Regions from separate parts of the Mus musculus genome. Here region 1 is linked to region 2. The links are chromatin contacts, called in public Hi-C maps. All regions are on one chromosome and are shown on one strand. The core of a region is the stretch at or near the end of the contact, and the rest is flanking DNA. Distances in the headings are between cores, read along the strand shown.

What was found. Hi-C and Micro-C count contacts between places; a contact is called where the count stands out from the background.
Region 1: a contact with region 2 is called in a Hi-C map of cortical neurons, with 2.0 times the contacts expected there. The contact joins two enhancer-like sites. A contact is called at or near these places in 1 of 484 Hi-C or Micro-C datasets (cortical neurons), 3 of 115 datasets of contacts at active chromatin or transcription factors (astrocytes, embryonic stem cells and forebrain) and 1 of 9 other capture datasets (pancreatic islet).

The regions. Positions count from the first base shown.
Region 1 is chr10:62,098,334-62,103,630 of GRCm38.p6, reverse strand. No RefSeq gene overlaps it. Among named protein-coding and RNA genes, the nearest start is that of Fam241b, 10 kb to the left of the region's middle. Within about 2 kb of position 1,925, at least 42 of the 459 cell types and tissues checked have an H3K27ac peak or open chromatin away from gene starts, as enhancers often do. A contact at or near this core is called in cortical neurons, where this site is marked.
Region 2 is chr10:61,947,777-61,953,159 of GRCm38.p6, reverse strand. The region is part of intron 2 of Col13a1 (collagen, type XIII, alpha 1); the gene reads left to right. Among named protein-coding and RNA genes, the nearest start is that of Gm51766, 9.4 kb to the right of the region's middle. Within about 2 kb of position 3,414, at least 17 of the 459 cell types and tissues checked have an H3K27ac peak or open chromatin away from gene starts, as enhancers often do. A contact at or near this core is called in cortical neurons, where this site is marked.

The DNA of each region.
Region 1 (5,297 bases), core at 676-3,175, 150 kb before region 2:
ATGGCCCCTCAGTCTTCATAAAAGCCAAGAGCAGACAATACAGTTCTCAAGAATGATGGCCACCCCAGCGTTGCCTCAGAATCCACAATAGCTGCAAAGCACCAGCCATCACACCCTTATTTCCAGCATGTAGGAAGAGAGCCAAAGATAATTCTCTGACCACTCAGGTTCACTCCTTCTTGTCATATGGTCCTTCAGCAGCTTTGCTGTGAGTCTGTCAGTTTGATGTCTGTCCATCTCCTGACTCTCTTTTAGACCAGAAGCTCTGTGGGTTATTGCATCCAAACTACCTTTCCCGTCATTCTAGCCCTGCTGTCTGGTACAGTGCTTTGCATACAGCAAGTGCTCAGTAGGATTACAGGTGGAGGGAACAGCCAGGAGCCTGCTGTATACACGCTCTTGATAGGGCAAGAAGTTGGAAGATCGTCTAGATTAAGGGAGCATCATGATGAATGTGTTGCTGTGGACCAGGCTTCATCCTGGAAAGATGGAGCGTGAGAGCTTAATTTCCAGCAGACCCTGAGAGGTAGACCTGGCTGTGCCAGTGGGAAAACAGGACAAGGATGTTGTCACGCCAGACGGGAAAGCTGGGCTGTGAGCTTAGCTGCCCAGACTAAGGTCTACCATCCCCACCCACCAAACTGGTCTAGCACTAATCTCCCGATAGCCAGCTTCAGGAAGGGCCTGCATCTCTGCATTCTGAGTGGCTGTTCACTGTGGAGACCTTCCTGTGTCAAAGGGTGAAGAGGCCAGTCCCCACAGTGCCTTGTGGGTAGCTCTGGTTCCCAGCTATGCTCCTCTGATATATGTCTAGGAGCCCTGGGATCCTCTCCACATCAGAGGAGGGCAGGCTAGCTGCAGTGGACTGTCTCAGGCTTGATTGCACAGTAGTATTGTTGGGCCTAGCTCCTGCTTCTTGGCCAGTGGAGGTGGTGGGCCCTCTTGCACCAGGTTGCCTTAAATCACGTAGATGCTGAGAGACACATGGCACTGTATTTCTGGGGTGTTCTCCTTCCTCAGATTTGATGGAACTGTCCTCTGCAGGACAGGATAATGCTTGCTGTGTAAGCTGTCAAGAACCCCAATGGGGGAATTTCATACAAATTCCTTATCATGGACATGCATTGTAGCCCAGGGATGCCAATGGTTGGCTGAGGTCACATGGCCAACTGATGATCTGGGCAGGCTGTGTTCTGTGGTTCGTTCTATCACAGGACTCATATGGTCCCCAGGACACCAGAGGGTGATTAGAGATGGATCCTAGTCTCCCACCTGCTTGAAGAGATAGATTTGTCAGAGGCACAGTTGGGAGAGACCACTAGTCACTGCTGCCTTGCTTCCAGAGACCACCAGCAGGTGGTGCTACTTAGCTTCTAGGAAGAAAAGGACCAGCCAACGTGTCTGAGAGTAATTGGAGCCAGAGGCAGGCTTTGCGGGTGAGCTCGCACCCTGTGCTTGAGCACCCAGGGTCAACGGAGGACCTGAGGGACCCAGCTAGGCTTGTTCTGATTCCAAATCCTTCTGAATTTATCATCGATGGAGCAGCACTAGAGAATTACTCATGCTGAGTGAGTGACCTAGAGAGATGGAATACATCCATAAAGACTTTCAATATGGTGGCACCTTGCTACAACTGCTCATCCTTCTGGGCTTTAGGCCAGTTTCTTTATCTGTTTCATCTCAGCTCCTGGCCCATTCCCTCATATAGCTTCAGAGAGATGGCCTAGAGCCTGGCCTGGATCGAGATATTCTCTCTCTCTCTCTCTCTCTCTCTCTCTCTCTCTCTCTCTCTCTCTCCAACCCTCTCCCTCTTTCCTTTTCTCCTCCTCCCACACCTTTCTTTACTCTAGTCTCCAGGGACCCTGCAGGTCTAGCTCCACCCCCATTACCTCATCTGCAATGTGGCAAACCAATACCAATGGGTTTCTAGGATGTGGTTTCCATGGTGACCATGCATCTCCTGCCTCCTGGTGTTCAGCCCTGGGCAGGTTGCCTTGGAGATTCTCACCTCATTGAGAAGTGATTTGTGGCTTTTTTTTTTTTTTTTTCTATATTTCAGCAGCTTCTATTTAGGGACAATGGAGCCCAAATGGTTCTTTCTCAATCATAGTAAACCAGGATGCCTCTCCCAGAGCATTTTCCCAGCCATGATGTCCCAATGTGTTTTGTTAAAACAAGGTTTCCCTGCAAACATCCCCCTCTTATGCTGTCACTGTAGTTTTAGGATCGGAGCTTGTACACTGGCAGCCCTAAGGAGCTAGGCTTAGCCACCCATCCTCCATAGATCGATTACAGAGATAAGTACCAATGGAAGTGGAGAGAAGAGATGCACACAATACGGCCACCCTGAAAGGAAACAGACAAAGAGGTCCTGTGACCCTCAAGTCCACACTTGAAGCAATAACATGTTGTTTCAGTTTAACTAAAGCACTAGAGGTGTGCATAGTGGAGTGACCCTGGCCAGGGCATGTGGTCCGTCCCATCACCCTTGTTTCTGCTCCAAGTCTTTTCTGCAAGGTGGGCAGACAAGCAGTCAGAGTCGTGATCAATTGCTGGTGATGGCCAGGTTCCTCCTCTGGCTACATCACACTTCAGTCTTTTCCTTCTACCGGTGTGAAGTTCCCCGGGGTCAGTGGTTTGAATAATAGTCTACCAGCCAAGGGAGGGACACCATCTCTCTTCCCAGTATCTTTGTTCTGCCAAGGGTTTGTGCAACATCATGCACAAAGCACTTCGGCAGCCCCAGGTGGGTGGTCACAGAGAAATGTGTCAAAATGGACCTACTTTCCTTCCTTTCTACCCAGAATACCCTTTGAGGCCATGTGAGTCAATGCAGGAAGCCATCAAATGCAACCTGAGGGTGTCTGTCAGCAGCCATTTTCCCCTGAGTGGCTTTGGAGAGAAGGTGGGCATAGGGAAGATAGGGAAGCAAGCCCAGCCTCAGGCAGGGTGCTAAAAGGGGGAGCATTTGAGCTGGAGGGACTAGGGGAGGCCAAAGGGAGAGCTAGGGCTACAAGGAGGCTAAGTCCTGGCAGGGGAGTCCCCAGTACTGGTGTCTTTTATAAATCACCCCCACAGTGCAAACCTAAACCAGACCTCCTCTCTCCCTGCCAAGCAGGGAATGTGTTTGTGGACATGAAAACATATTAAATGCCTGCCAGCCCCTGTCCCCCAAGTTGAAGCCATTACAGTAATAAATGAAGGCAGGAGACTCATTAAAGAGTCCTCTCTCCCTGTTCTGCCAGATAGATCAGTCAAGGGAAGAGGGAACATGTGCCACCTCAGACAGAAGGAGGGGGCTCAGAGGGGGGTGAGGGACCCCCCAGAGGCATTTGCTGAACAGTCAAACACAAAGGATCCTAGTGGGAGGGGCAGGTGGGCAGGGGAGGGGAGGGGCTGATAGGAAGGGCTAGGAGAGGCTGCTGGGCTCCCGGGGACCTGTGGTCCATTTCCCTTCCTGCTTTACACGGCATGAGGGTCTCCGTAACCATGGAAACAGGCCTGCAGCCCAGGAAGGGATATTAGTGCTGGCTCTTGAGTTCTTAGGGAACACGTGACACACCAGACTCCCTGGGATCCTGTCCCGCTGCTCTCTTTAGGTGTCCAGGTCGATCTATATCACCTAAAGTCTATCTTAGGTGGACTTGGGGCGGGGTGAGGATTGGTGGCTGTCCTCTCCAGTATTCTAGCCTAAAATCAGTTCACATGGAGCCAGCTCTGTCCTGAGAGCAGCTCTGAGGACCAGGTAGGAAGGCTGGTCATCGTCATCGGATGAGCCACAGAGAGGGACTGAGGGCTTAGAGAAGGTGGCAGACAGCTTTCATCTTGCCTGGCTTTGATACATTGGTGATTCCTCCCTCCCTCTCTCCCCCCCTCCGCATCCCTCTCTCCCTTCTTCCCTCCCGTCCTCCTCCTTCATTTTCTTTTTATTCCTGTGGCCAATCTGCTTTCCAGCTCCATTTTGTACTAGTAAGAATCATCTATATAGTATGTTGTGTTTCCCGAGTAACAGTTTCTAGGCCTCTCTCTCTCTCTCCTATACCCTTGATGGCTTCAGGCAAACGGACCTCCTCACCACTTTGGTGGGTGGGTGGGTCACACTCTGTGTTTGACTGAGAAAGATCACTTCACAAGGAGGAAACCTTAACTGTGGCTCATGGTTTTAGCCATGTCTCCTCAGCCTGTTGATTTGGGCACGTGGCTGGGGGTGGGGGGGAACATGGCAGGTCAGGAGGCCAGGTTGGGCAGCTGGTAAGTAGGAAGAGAGACAGGGAGGGAGTCCCAAGGTCCCCTTCAAGGGTGTGTCCCCACTGACCCAACTTCCTTCCAGTAGGCCCCAACTCTTGAAGGTTTTGTAGACTGGGGACCAAGCCTTTAGCAACCTGGGCCTTTGGGGGACACTGCAGGCTCCAACTTTGGATGGAATGTGAAATGCTCACTTTTTCCTTCCTGCTTTCTCTCGCCCTTCTTCCCTCAGAAATAGCAAGGCCATCACTAGGCCTCCTGAAGCTGTCTGCAAACTCTAAGGGCATGGCTCTTGCAGAATTCTCTCCTGGTCTGTGCCTTCTCAGTGAAGGGACTGCCTGGACAGTAGGTGGAGCCCAGGGCTGTCTCAAAGGAGCTGTACAGGGCCTAACGGTTTCTTGTGTTCTGACCCTGTTTTAGCAGCCACTGCACTACATATACACGGCAGGTTTACACAGCTGGTTTGTGAGGAGGAGGTCTGGGGTGTGGCACTCCCTCGTGGGTATTTTTAGGTCCTGCGCATGGGTGGGTAGAAATTTAGAAGCTTTGTATACTTAGGAGTTCTGGAACAGGCACCGTGTAAGGTGGCACAGCTGAGGGAAGGGGCTCGTAGACGTCTGTGGAACTCTGGAGACCAAAGACATTAGACAAAGATGGTGTCAACAGAAGAAAGCATGAGGATTGGTTAAACAGCTACCTGCCTCTGGGGTCTGGAGCCCCCAAGGCTTCCTGGAACAGAGTCTGATGGACCCCGGCTTCCTTGGGACTCTTCCAACAGGAGGAACCCTTCTCACACACATACATACACAATACACACACTCATGTACACACACCCTACACATATACATGCATACACATACACACAGCACACACATACATATACACTACACATACACACACAATACACACACAGAATACACACACATACTCATGCATACATACACACTACACATACACACGCACACACATACACACACAATACACACACAACACACACACTCTGCCCAAAGACTACTTCTATTGCCAGTGTTGAATGTTGTAAGGTGGCAATG
Region 2 (5,383 bases), core at 2,165-4,664:
TCAGCAGGGTGGGATTGCTGCAAATTGGAGACCATCCCAGGCTGATGGTGAGTTCCAAGCTACTGAGTGACAGTACCTCAAAGAAAAGAGAACTGTTGGTTCCACTGTTGATCTTTCCCTATCCATAAGCACTGTTTTGTCCAGACTGCCACTGTGTGCCACCTCCACCACTTCACACAGAAGCCAGGTGGTGTTTTTAAAGTTAACGCACAGCTCTCGCTAACCCAGCACTTCAGCATCCCACGTGACCCTTAGGATAGAGACAAAAATCCGCAGTACCCTTTACCCTTATCCTTCATGTATTCAAAGCAGGCCCTCTGGGGACATTTGTATTGCTGGAGCCCTGGCCACCTGGACCAGGGATGCTGGGCCTCAAAGATGACCAGCCCAGAAAGCAAGTGCAAAGTTAAGATGTTTCTTTGTCAGTCCCAGCCCTTTGGGCCGAGGAGGCTGGGGTTTTAGTGCGGAAAGGGCTCTGTACTACAGAAGCCCTTGAGCAGCATCTCCTGCCCCGCTCATAGAAAGGCAGGCCAGCGCGGGAGAGCCCCAGCAGCCCACAGCCGTCGAGTGGCCAGATGCTGCCTAGCTGCAAGAGTGCAGTGTCTGCTCTTTCCTCCCCTGCTCTTGGCCTGTTTTAGGGCCCCTGGGGGAATCCTCTGAGGCTCATTTCTTCGCCATTTCCTCCTGAAAGCCTTTCCAGATTCCCAAAACGATGCTGATAGTGTGTTTCTCCTCGATCAGTTCTGATAACGTCCACCCCGGTGGTCGAAGAGATTTGTAAGGAAATAAAAATGAGGAACTAGAAAGTTCCAGGGGTGGGGTGGGAGGGATGCAGAAAGCTTGCTCCAGACCCCGAAGGCCTCAGGTAGATTTTTGTCTCTGGACCTTGGTGCGCACGTGTGTGCATTTATGAAGAATGGATGATGGTGAACCCTAACTTGTCAGCATTTGGTGGATGGAAGGCTTCCCTGGCAGAGTAGCTCCCCCCCCCCCCCCCCCAGATACAGCCTGGAGAAGTACGCATGCTTATGACAATTGCTCTCCATCAAGTCACTGCAGAGAAAAATGTGCATGAATGGGAGAGGAAAGGCTGGCTAGGCAGCACTGGGACTGCAGCAAGGTAAAGGACAGGAGAGAGGGCAGCTATGATGTGACAGGAGAGTGTCCGGAGATGTCACAGAGCATTACAGTATAACATTGGCATCAAAAAGCTGCCATCTACAGGGAGCATGAGTCGGCTGGACCTAGATCTGATCCATTCCAGGGATGGATCTATGATACGATAGAAAATCAATGGCAGGAGGAGGATTTACAATACTAGGTATTTATATAAAGTCAGAAACTGCACAGTGTGCATAGGTATATGTCATAAATGCTTAAATATTTCACATAACCCAATGTTGTGACTTAACACCTGGAATCCTAGGGAGTGGAAGGCTGAAGCAGGGGGATTACAAATTAGGACCTTCTGGGTCACAGAGTGATTTTAAAGCTGGCCTATACAATTTGGGGAGACCCAGTTTCAAAACACAAAATAATACATAACTAAATGTCTGTTATGATAAGCGAGGCAGGGGTGGGGGGCATGGTGGAGGCCGAAGACCCCAGGTACTCAGTGCTTAGATGACTATTTAGCTGGGTGCTATAGATGCCAGAGCTGTTACCTAAGCTTGTAACAACTTGATTGAAATGTAACTGATCTAAGTATTTTCTCTATTTAAATTGTACATTTTGACAGTTTTTTAGTATGATTGCAGAGTTGTGTCTTTATCCTTGCAACCAATTTTAGGACATTATTATCACCACAAAAAGAAACCTTTTTGCTCAGTTCCCGTCATTTCCCTCCCCTCCCTCAGCCCTCACCTGAGCCTCCTTCTTCCCACTGTGGATTTGATGTAACATTTTCAAGGTTTAGCCATGTTGTAGCCAGTGTCAGAACTTCCCTGAAATGATTTTTAAGCCTCTTTGACTAGCTGAAGTATTTCAAGATAAAACATTTATTAACCATGGGGTTGACTAGAGAATATTACTAGATTAGTGGATATTATTAATAAATACTCCCTTGGGATCCTCTAACAGGCATGATGTGTGTCCATTTTGGGGCCTGAGTTCTGTTTCCACCTTGTGCTGGTGACAACACCAGGGGACAAATCCAGCCTGGGTTCAGCAGACGCCCCTCACCCCCAACATGGGCTCCCTTCTGCCCTGCCCATCTTCTGCTGCTCAGAATTGCTACCTCTGAGATACCTTCCGTATTCAGTATTACCCGTCAGGATTCCACAAGTGTGTGTCACACATTTACCTGCCGGAAGCTACCTTAGACCCTGCAGTGTGGGGGCAGAAATTATGGCCAGTGCAGCGTGAGTTCTCTCCTGCTACCCACTCACCCAAACCCACACAACAGGAGTGCATGGCTGGACTTCGCCTGGCTATGAACTCTTGTACTCCTGGTGCCTCTACCTCCTGGCTTGCTTATTGTGCCTTTCAGCAGTGCTTTGAGCCCACGTGAGCAGACAGACAGCCAGTCTTCCAGCACAGCGTGGACCTTGCTGTCTGTGAGCATCAGTCTCCATCATCATGAGACGAAGATGCTGAGACCTCCCTGTAGCCCAGAATGCAGTAGTTAGTGAATGCAAGGGCCTGCTTGAATGTCTCTGGCCAGCGCATCATACAGGAGGATGTACTACTGTCTATAGAAGGTTACTTACCTGGCAGTGGCAATGGGTAGCAATGGGGAGTGTGGGCTCGTACCTCCAACACCCTGCATTCCAATCTCTTAGTCCTGGGGCTATGAGTGAATTATCTCCAGACCTCATGAAAAAGGGAGATCGTGACAGCATAGGACTTTGGGGTTGCCGAGGTCAACATGGAGCCTGACACATACTGGACTCTAAATGATTGTTGGTTTCAACAATGGTGGCAGTGTCGATGATGATGATGGTGATAATGATGACCGTCGTGATGGTAAGGATGATGGTGACAGGAGTGCAGAGAAGCTTCTGGTGACACGGAGCCACAAGGAGAGCATACGGCCTTTGTCCAGTGAGGCAAGGTTACCTTTATCACAGAATTAAGTGGGAAAATAGGGCCAAGGCTGCCCAGGTGGCTGCCAGCTCACTCCTTTCTCCCTCTCTGCACCTTTGGAGGCCAGATCATTTAGATGACACGATCAGAGAGCTAAAGCATGTGAGATGCCTGCTGCTCTCGGGGATAGGATGACGGCATTTGCCGTGGCGTGAGGAGCCCTTGTTGGAGTCTCAGTTCCATGAGGACTCTCAATCCTGGAAAATCTATTTCCTCTCTGAGCTTCCATCTTTTACAAATTAATCTGCTCTGACAGCTCCTGACCAGCTGTGCTGTGCACATGGGAAGTGTCAGGGAGAGGAGACTCGGCTACATCTCAGCTATTAGTAGAAAGCAGACTGTAGGTTGCTATGGGAAACGAAGAAAGGATCTGTGCTAGTGAGTAAGGGCGCCAGTTGGCCCCTCCATTGGAATTCACTGATGCTAACTGGCTAGGCTCAGGGCTTTGAGGTCCTAGCTTGTGAAGAAAGACACCCCCTTCCTTTACCCTCCAGTTACAACATGACAGCATGTTACTCAGAGGCCATCTCCCTACCCTTCTTCCTGAAGCCCCACTGTGCACACAGAGGCCATGGGCCAAGTTCCTGACAGCAGTTTGTTAGGATGGCTGTGATGGTATTTTTGTTGAAACTCCTTTGTCTTGGATCGTCTGAGAGTCACAGGGGACAGTTGGACAGCTCACTGTGGGTAGACTCCCAGGTGACTCTCCTTGTTTGTTGAATTCCTACGTGAACAGAAAAGCCATTTTGCCCCACAACTGAGGAAGGGCCTGCACCCGTCAGGATTCCACAAGTGTGTGTCACACATTTACCTGCCGGAAGCTGCCTTAGACCCTGCAGTGTGAGGGCAGAAATTATGGCCAGTGCAGAGTGAGTTCTCTCCTGCTACCCACTCACCCAAACCCACCAGGACACAACAGGAGTGCATGGCTGGACTCCGCCTGGCTTTGAACTCTTGGAGCTCTAAGCTGCCTGTGAGCAGCAATGCCAAATTATCCAGGCCTGCCTGTGCATAGAGTGGATCCAGGAGATGCTTGATGCTTCCTGGTGGCAGGCACTCAGACAGTCCTTCTTGTGCTCAACAGGGTTCAGAATGTACTAATCAGAGGCAGAGGTATGCCTTTTTAAGTGTGTATAGGTGTTTTGCCTGTACATCTGCCTATCATGTGTGTGATGGTTTGTATATGCTTGGCCCAAGGAGTGGCAGGTGTGTCACTGTGGGTGTGGGCTTTAAGACCCTCATCCGAGCTGCCTGGAAGCCAGTCTTCCATTAGCAGCGTTCAGATGAAGATGTAGAACTCTCAGCTCTGCCTGCACCATGCCTGCCTGCATGCTGCCATGCTTCCTGCCTTGATGATAATGGACTGAACCTCTGAACCTGTAAGCCAGCCCCGATGAAATGTTGTTCTTTATGAGAGTTGTCTTGGTCATGGTGTTTGTTCACAGCAGTAAAACCCTAAGGCAATGTGCATGCCTGCCTGCTGCCCCCAGAGGGGAGAAGGTGGCCCTGAATGCCCTGGAACTGGAGTTAAAGCTGTCTGTGAGCTGCCATATGAGTGCCGGGAATCAAACCTAGCTTAACTGCTAAGCCGTCTCTCCAGCCCCAAGAATGATTATTCTTGTAAGGGGATCAGGAAAAGTTTCAAGGAAGAGGCAACAGTTAAAGCAAGCCTTGAAAGACAGGAAAGATTGCAGTAATGTGGGCCTGAGGGTGCCGCATAGTGGTAGAGTATGTGGCCTGGGACCACACAGATACCTTGGATGTTGGAAGAGCTAGGCTGTGGAGGGAATTGAACAGCATCTTGGGAAATGACCATCATTTGGTGGGCAGTGGGATCCAGAGGAAGTCTCTGAGAAGGGATGAGACATGGCCCAGTTTTGAGTATAGAAAAAAGCAAGAATGAGAAGCAGTAAGAGTAGCCAGCACGAGGCTATGAAAGAAGATGGGCCTGGTGGTACATGCTGGGAATCTGAGTGCTTGGGAGGCAGAGGCAGGCAGGGTAACAGGAGCCATCTGTTGCATAGGGCACTTGGGGCCAGCCTCAGCTACATATGATTGTTTCAAAACAAAACGGGACACCGAAGGTCCCACCAGAAGAAGATTTGGCATATGGGAGAGATGACAAGATGGTGAAGGGATACTTCAGAGAGAGAAATGGCAGGTGTTGATCACTTGTTAGGTGTGGGCAAGGAAACCCAGCTAGCCATGGTTCTCGTGGTATATATTTAACTATGCTACCACTTCCTACCTCTTGCTTTAAACACACAATTGATTCTATTCCAGTTCATCACCCCCGCGA